3 separate regions of the Mus musculus genome follow, and all the other regions are linked to region 1. The links are chromatin contacts, called in public Hi-C and HiChIP or PLAC-seq maps. All regions are on one chromosome and are shown on one strand. The core of a region is the stretch at or near the end of the contact, and the rest is flanking DNA. Distances in the headings are between cores, read along the strand shown.

What was found. A called contact is a pair of places that touch in the nucleus more often than the background predicts. HiChIP or PLAC-seq counts read pairs in DNA pulled down with a chosen protein or histone mark.
Region 2: a Hi-C map of pancreatic cancer cells shows a contact between it and region 1. The contact joins two enhancer-like sites. A contact is called at or near these places in 3 of 484 Hi-C or Micro-C datasets (embryonic stem cells, monocyte-dendritic cell progenitors and pancreatic cancer cells).
Region 3: a contact with region 1 is called in an HNF4G HiChIP or PLAC-seq map of pancreatic cancer cells. The contact joins two enhancer-like sites. A contact is called at or near these places in 2 of 484 Hi-C or Micro-C datasets (adipose-derived mesenchymal stem cells and myocytes) and 1 of 115 datasets of contacts at active chromatin or transcription factors (pancreatic cancer cells).

What each region holds. Positions count from the first base shown.
Region 1 is chr8:44,875,913-44,878,612 of GRCm38.p6, forward strand. No RefSeq gene overlaps it. Among named protein-coding and RNA genes, the nearest start is that of Fat1, 73 kb to the right of the region's middle. Within about 2 kb of position 1,334, at least 34 of the 459 cell types and tissues checked have an H3K27ac peak or open chromatin away from gene starts, as enhancers often do. A contact at or near this core is called in pancreatic cancer cells, where this site is marked.
Region 2 is chr8:44,743,496-44,746,239 of GRCm38.p6, forward strand. No RefSeq gene overlaps it. Among named protein-coding and RNA genes, the nearest start is that of Gm30397, 21 kb to the right of the region's middle. Within about 2 kb of position 1,411, at least 29 of the 459 cell types and tissues checked have an H3K27ac peak or open chromatin away from gene starts, as enhancers often do. A contact at or near this core is called in pancreatic cancer cells, where this site is marked.
Region 3 is chr8:44,703,771-44,706,516 of GRCm38.p6, forward strand. No RefSeq gene overlaps it. Among named protein-coding and RNA genes, the nearest start is that of Gm30397, 61 kb to the right of the region's middle. Within about 2 kb of position 1,306, at least 16 of the 459 cell types and tissues checked have an H3K27ac peak or open chromatin away from gene starts, as enhancers often do. A contact at or near this core is called in pancreatic cancer cells, where this site is marked.

The DNA of each region.
Region 1 (2,700 bases), core at 84-2,583:
TGAAATTTTCCCAATATTGGCACACCTGCGTAGAGGGTGATGTCACTTGTGTTAACTGAAGTAGAGCGTTAGGACCACATGAAGCGCTAATATAGGACAGATATTGAGGTCCTGGCTGAAGCTCTGGTAGAATCAGTTTTTGTTGCAGTCAGCCTAGGATGCCATACCACAAACAGCAGCCACTGAGGCACGTGCTGACAATAGCTAGAAATACATTTCTCAGGTTGCTACAAGGTCTGTGGTATCGTGGTCAGATTGTCATTTGGAAGAGCAGCATTTCAGTTCTGGGGGGTCCTCCTATCATGCCCTAGTCACCTGCAAGGTGTTCCCCCTTCTATAACTATGATATATATGGTGGGATTTTAATATATGGATGCGGGATAGAGGGAGAGAGATTTGAGGCCACAGAAAGCAATTCTCAACCTGTGCGTCCGACCCCTTTGGGGGGGTCGCATATCAGATATCCTGCATGTCAGATATTTGCATTACAATCCATACCTATAACAAAATTACAGCTAGTAAATAGCAACAAAATAATTTTATGGTTGAGGGTCACCACAACGAGAGGAACTGAATTAAAGGGTCACAGCATTAGGAAGGTTGAGAACCATTGGGGAAGTTGGAAAAGAAGATGGCATTGTCTTCTGAAGGATGTAATTTAACACATTTCATAACAACAGGAAAATTAAAAAAAAAAAAAAAGTTGTCCTGAGCTTTCCAAGAAAAGTGGATGCTTAATGAATGTCTTTAGCATCATGTGCCTTGCTTGGAATCCCCACACCCAGGAGGCTGAAGCAGGAGGATTGTAAGTTGGAGTTCTGTCTGGGCTAAATGGCATGACCCTGTCTCAAAAAGAAACAGAAAATAACAGCAACAAATCAGAACTCACATGTCACCGAGTAGGTACGGAATGAGAAAGAACAAAGAACGGGAAAAAAAATCTGTGTGCCTTTGATGCTTACACTTACATTTTCAAACGAATCAAAATACAGAAAAAGCAAAGGATACTTTGTTTCAATGGTTAAAAATTACCAATATCTCAAAGAAACATTGAAGAGTTGACAGTTGACATAGTATTGCTCTAGGCGTCAAACATGAGCCAGGGTAAATAAGACATAAAAATTGGAATTAGAGATTTTTTTTTTGAAAGTACTTCTGTTTGCCTTTAATGAATGGAAAAATTCTGAAGTCAGATAATTGAATTTAAAAGATATGTTGTTTCTCTTTTTGTTTGTTCTTCTTAATTAAAGGAATCTCGCCAATGCCCTTCATGTCCTGAGTGGCTGCAGCAGTTAGCATACCATGTTAAATTCTGCGGTCTGTGACTCAAGCAAGGCGTGTAGCAACAACCCTGTCTTCAGCACTTGAAGCTGAGTCGGAAAGGGGACAGGCACAGACAGGGCAAAGGAGGGTGGCATTCTCTCCTTTTTTGGAGGAAAATAAACAATTTATATTAAGGACAAAGATTGAGAATGTACTGAAAGATGAATTGAAGGCCAAATGAGGCCATGATAAATGTGAGACCGGAGAGAAAAAAATCCAGCTGGAACCCAGTCCCAGCAAGCCACTGGGAGGTGTCAGATTGCACGGACAGGCAAACCCTAGCAAAACTCCTTCCTGCACTTTGGCATGAAGGTGATTGCAGAGAGCAAGTGAAACCCAGGGTTGGGGGTAGAGAGTGGGGAGTGGGGGCTGGCTCCTTCTTGTGTGGCCATCCAGAGAAGTGTAACCAACTCTTCTAAAGGTAGCTGGCAAACATTTTTCTGTCTTTCCACCTAAAACAGGCATAGTGCCCACTGACTTCAAAGAGGGCTTCCCAAGGCTGAAGAGGATGCTCATCCCTGGGCCTGTCCCAGTAGCCAACAAACCACGTGTGAGAGCATCGCCCCTTGGTAGGTCCAGAATAAGATTCATCTGTATGAGCATTATATTTCCAAAACACTAATTCAAGAAGCAGTATACCCTAAGAAATGTATAGGCTGTGTGAGCAGAAGTTCCAGGGAAAGGCCAGGATGGATGGGGACACACAGACACACAGACACACACACACACACACACACACACACACAGAGAGACACACACACACAGCCTTCAGATTCCAACTCTAGCAAGAAACACACGTCCACGTGGTTCCAATGAGTCCGTTTCCTTTCATAAGTCTTGGACACACATCTAGACTCAGAGGGAGTGAAAAGAATTCTCTGCGCCCGTGGGGAAGCATACTCTCTTTTACATTTCTGCAAACTCGCCTAAGTCTAACCAGCCCTCTCGGAATGCTAGCATCCTGTGTACATGCTCATCCTAAGCATGAGTGTTGCCTTTTGTAACCCAAGGAACTGTAGAGAAACTTAACAAACTAAGGTTGGGCAACAGGCCCTGGGCAGGAGGTGGCTAAAGCTGTTGTCACTTCATCTGCCTTCATCTTCCCAAGGGGAGCAGCAGGGATAAAGATGATTAAGTCATCCGGTATTAGACAGGCTCACACCTTAAACAATGGTGCAAAGTGCAGTGGGATCGCTGTGATTACTAGTCTCATCCAGGAGGCATTTCCTGGTTCCTGCAGCCACAGTTGGCCATTCCCCAGTAATTACACCTCGGGATCTTAAAAGCACCTTTACTGCAGTACTTAATGAGTTGAAATAAAATGATTTGCATGTCTGTCTTCCCTCCCAAGGACTGTTGAATTATGAGATGTCTATG
Region 2 (2,744 bases), core at 161-2,660, 130 kb before region 1:
TACTGCACTCTGAGTCATCCTGAGATATACTTATTTTTAGGCATTTCTCTGGTGTTGTCATAAATCAAGGTTCACCTCTACATCCTTGTAACTCATGTCTCATTTGCATAAATAAATATTGAGACAGAGTAGGGGTGGGTTTTTTTTTTTTCAGTTTCCTCTACGAATGTAAGTAGATGACATAGCGTCCTTTCAGCCTTTAAATGTCTAAGTGCATGGCTCTGAAACCAAATCAGGTTTTATGTTCTTCCATTCTTTTCCCTCATAGTAGAAATTACATAGAACCCTTTGGAGAATTTACTAGGTATTTTTAACATGTAATTTTCTACATATCTAGCTAAGGTCCCGCTCTATGAGATCATATACAGTAGAACTAGCTGAGCATTATGTAGTATGGAACATTTGAGATTTAGAACGTGTGTGTGTGTGTGTGTGTGTGTGTGTGTGTGTGTGTGTAGCAATGACATGTGAGTGAGATATCTTGTTGTGGTGTTCTTCATTTCTATTGTTCATCCTGCAACTCCTCTATTATCATCTCCCAATTAGCCTTTCCTTCATGGCCAGCCAGGAGCTGCCAGCATTAAGGGAAGGGAAGGGACATACACCAGCACCTGCGGCATCAGCCAGAAATGACAAATCCTGCAGGGAATTTACTAATATGGCCTATTCTGTGGGAGACTGGGGCAGAAAATTCCATGTTGAAGGATGAGGGAAGTCCTTCTAGGAAGGGCCGTAGGAATGAACAAGACATCCAACAGGTTATGTCGGAGGAACACAGACTTCTCATGAGTCAGAATTGAAAGTCAAATTCACCCACAAGCTCATGGATTGACACTCTGGTCTCTAGCTGGTAGAGCTGCTGAGAATGTTGTGGGGGCATTAGGAGTTGAAACCTGCCTAGATTGAGGAAATCCCTGGGCTTGTGACCTTTGGGATGTATGTTACCTGTATCTCCTTCTGGTCACAACACCTGCTTGCTTCCTGTTGGCTATGACAGGATGAAGCTCCTCTGTCACACATTCCTGTAGCCCTGATGATCTGCCCAAGGACTGAGCCATCTGAAGTCAAGATAAGTCTCCCTGCCCCCTAAGTTGTTATGTCGGGTATTTGGGAACAGGGAGGCAACGTCTGTGCAGATAATAGGTGGGGGACCGGTTTAAGATACTAGGGCGGGGGGGGGGCTTGGGGGGGAGCAAGAACTCCAGCCTGGAACAGATTGGGACTTGATGTTAGGAGGAAGGGAGTGTAAGAGATGCTTTGAGGACAGAAAAGCTCTGCTCTCTTGAGGAAACAAATGATGGGAGGTGCAGTTGATTGGGTGGATCCCCGCCCACTTGCTCTTCTGGTCAGCAAGTCTGGGAAATGGTAGTCCGGAATGGTGAGTGAGATCATGGAAAGAAAAAGAAAAGGAAACAGTCGGCTCCCCTTAAACTTAGAAGTGAGGCAGAAACACAGCAGATACACCACCAACAAGGCCTTGGAGTCCGTCCTCTTTCAGAATCTCGGGTGTTTTCAACCTGGAAAAGTAACACACGACTTGTTCTGATGCTGCAGGATGGGGGGCAAATGCACAGATAGATTGTTGAATTCATCACAAAATTCGAACCGCCATTTAAAACGGAATCCAAGCTGCTCAGAACAACACTCCTTGAAAACCAAACGCCGGCTTTGCTGTCTCTCTTCAACAGGCTTGCAAGCAGGATAAGCAAACTTTCTACCATCTGTTGTTTTCCCAGCTTGCTAAAGCAAACGCTAGAATTTTACCCTGCTTGGCAATCACTTAATAGCTTTATTAGGTTTTAGCCCAAAGAGTAAAACCTTTACACTGTGTGTATGTGAGTTAATGGGGGGGGGGGGGGAGAGGAGCAGTGTTCACTATGAAGTTGCAGCTCTGCAATGCCTAGCACTCAGGTCCCCAGCCCACCCCACCCCCCAACCCATTGTCTTCTTTGCTGCACTTGACTGAGTCAGCCTGCAGTGCCTTTTATCCTATGATGAATCCCTGTCAACCCACTCACTTTCCACACATTCGCTTCCCTTTTACTGGCTCCGTTTTCAAGGACGCATTTTCCACAGCACCTTTCCCCACAACAAGGTTTCTACCACAGCTTCAATAGAGAGATGAACGTGAAGCAGGCTATAAAGCCCAGTCATATTTATTACAAACCACGCCAGATTCTTCAGTATTTGGGGGAGGTATTGTTATTTAGTCTGATTTCCTCTTAAGGCTGAAACTTTTATGAGACAAGACGTTTGTTGCTTGTGACACTCTAGGAAAAGGAGAGGGGGACACTTGGTTCCTTTGGAAGCTCTGGGCCCGATTCCTGCCCCTGTCAAAAAGAAAGACAAGAAAAAATAGAGTGTGCTCATGGTAGATGTCTCTCCAGAACCATGTAGCAACTTCCCCTGGGGTTTCTGAAGTATAGCTAATGAATGCCCTGTCCTATGGTGGCAGTGACTTCCAAGCCTAGAGTTCAGTTAGTTGCCAGGAAGGGCGGGCTACTTGGATCATTCCCAAGTCTTACTCTGGCAACTAGAGCTGTATAATTCTTTGAAAACGGAGCTGTCCCTCCTTCAAAGACTTCTTCAGATTCATAGGGATGGTGAGCTGGAACAGGGTATGCGTATGCCTATAATCTCAGCAACTAGGGTCGAAGGACTGAGAAGGGAGGGTGACAAGATCAAAGTTAGCCCAGGATACATAGTAAAATCCTGTCTGAAAAATAAAGAAGACTGGGGGTAGG
Region 3 (2,746 bases), core at 56-2,555, 170 kb before region 1:
CCACCCCTATGTGTTAGGCTTCTCCACACCTGTGGATGGACGTCTATACATAATTTCAGATACCCTGGATCCTGGAGCATTCCCTATATCAACCAACACGAAGAATCTGTCAGAATTAATGTTATCTGTAGCTTCACTCCCTGAATCATCATTACAAACAATCTAGTTCTATCTGCAGCAGTGCCCAAATAAGAACAAGTCTCTGTTAGAGAAAAGAGAAGATTTTTCTTTTGAGCCACTTACTCATGATTGGGTAAGTAGGCAGGACCAACTTAGACCTGCCTGGACTGTCTTCTGACCCCTTTAGGGAATCTCAGCATTGAACAAAGAGGAAGACATATCAGTAGAGGCCAGATTGGCCAATGGTGAATCATAACATCTGAGATGATTCACCCGACAACAGCAGACAACTGAAACATACTCAAGAATCCTTTCCCAGACTTCTTTGGGTTCCGCAGAGATCTCTCTTTCCATATTGAGTAGGAAACAGAGAACGAGCATCCACTCGCCTGACCACTCAATGAGGAATCCTCGTCCTTCTCCCTGCCCAGTGGTTGAAACTGTGCCTTTAACCTCAGGAGTATTCTGTCTTCTTGTACACTCCCCAGTACCATACCATCTAGAAACAGGCAGTTCTCTGTGCCTCTGACCATGTCTCACCCAATATAACTTCCTCTGGTAATGTAGGCTTTACTATATATTGCCTCTGCGTTATTTGTGTAAATATCTGCCCCACTGGCTAAAGATAGTATCCTTTGACCTCTCCGTATCAAGCACAGGAAGTCCCCAGTATAAATCTGTTGAACTGATTAGTGAGTTGACTCAGATCGTCTACAGAACTCAACCTTATTCTAATTTTCACTTATTTTTTTAAAAAGCTGACTTTAAATAAAATGTCTTAACTGAGTAAGGAATTTCCATGTCAAGTCATGTGGAATATTTCTCCCTCAGAAAAACAGGTGAATTGTTCCCTTGCTTTAGTTCTTGGTAAACATACGATGTTTCCTGGCAGGGATTCAGAAGGGACTCCACTCGAAAGGACTCCATTCGGAGAACTTTAAATGCTACAGTCTAGCACCCAGCAACTAGAAACAGAATGGGAGCTCAGATTCTTATTTTTTATTAAATTAAATTTTATTTTATGAATTAAAATATCCAGTTCAAATCATGATGTGTTGTGGCAGCTGATGAATTTCCTCCCACAGAACAGATTATGTGGAAAATCCAATCGACTTTGGAGCGCGTCCCCATTGTGGGCACAATTACGATTGCATTCAGGGTGTGCTTTGTCCACCCAGGTTAGCCAAAGTCCATGTTTCTCCTTCTGTTTGCTTATAAATAGAGCCACGTTGCTATGGATGTGTCACCAAAAATATGCAACCAGGAAGAAGAGGAACAACCATTACATACTAAAACTTAGTTTAAAAAAAAAAAAAAGAGCATCTCCATTCTCAAAGTATATAATCATGTTTAAAAGAAGACTTCCTGAAGCAATGCGGAATGATTTTTAAGTTAAATTATAAGATATTTAAGAAAAGGAGGGGGCAGTGTAGAAAACAGTTTAGAGGGTATCAGGCCCTTCCGTGGGACTTGTTAGGGAAGAGTGTTGTATACATGAGGCAGTATAAATAGTTTAAGTTTAAATGCTCAAACTACAGGGGATGCTTTTCAGTACCTCACACAGCAGGAAGGAAGGAAAGATATCGGATATTGTCAGTTTCCAGTGTAAACAGATTTGGGAAAAGCTTGCAGAGACCCTGGCATGACCTTCTTTTCTCCCTGGAAATGCTGGGTATATGGAATTCCTTTCTTTAAAGGTTAACTAAACATACAACGCTTCTGCCTGGGGATTCAGAAGGGACGCTACTTAGAGGTCTTTAAATGCTACAGTCTAGCAAGTCCAGGAGCTGGCAACTGAGTGAGAGCTGAGATTAACAGAAAAGGGGAAAGAAATCACTTGGTGTGTGACTTTCCTTCCAAAGAGGACTTAAAAAATCTTCATCGGCATCAAGAGAGGGAAGGGGCTTTCTTCCTTCTGAGGAAGGAACATCTAGGATGTTCACTGACAACAGTCATAGCAGCAATACTCACATAGATTCTTCACGCAGAGATAGAACCTCCAATGTAAGAAGTTAAATATATATATGATGTTCTGTTACTTGCCTTATGGCCTCAAATACATTCAGTCTCAGTTGTCATTTTTTTTCCCTTCTAGTTGCTATTTGACCAGTTTCTGTTTATTAGCCTTTTCATTGGGAAGGGGTGGCAGCTAGAGATGACGGGATTCAAGAAGCTGCTACTCAGTAGAACTGTGGGCATTTTATTAGGAAATGCCTTGGGTTCCATGAGGGAAAATAGTAACTGACTTTTACACTATTATCTCCCAGCATCCAGTATAGGTCCTAACACTCAGGGAATATGCAGTAGATGTTTCTGTAATTAAGAGGGAAATAAATCAAATTAGACGTGAGCATTTATATGTTATTTCCTATAACTTGTCTTCCAATTACATGAACAATTGAAACTAGGGTTTCATAGATGCCCATGACACATGGGTCTGTCAAGCTGTGATCTGGTTGAGCTCTTCCGTATTACTGGTTTCCTTGATCACCATCCAAGCCTCAGGTTGCTTCACAGTTTCTAAAACAGCAGCTTTCAAATAACTTTGCTGCAACCCCGAGTAAGAAATACATTTTACATGAATACCCAGCACATGAACCTCTCCTCTCTACTCACACACTCATAC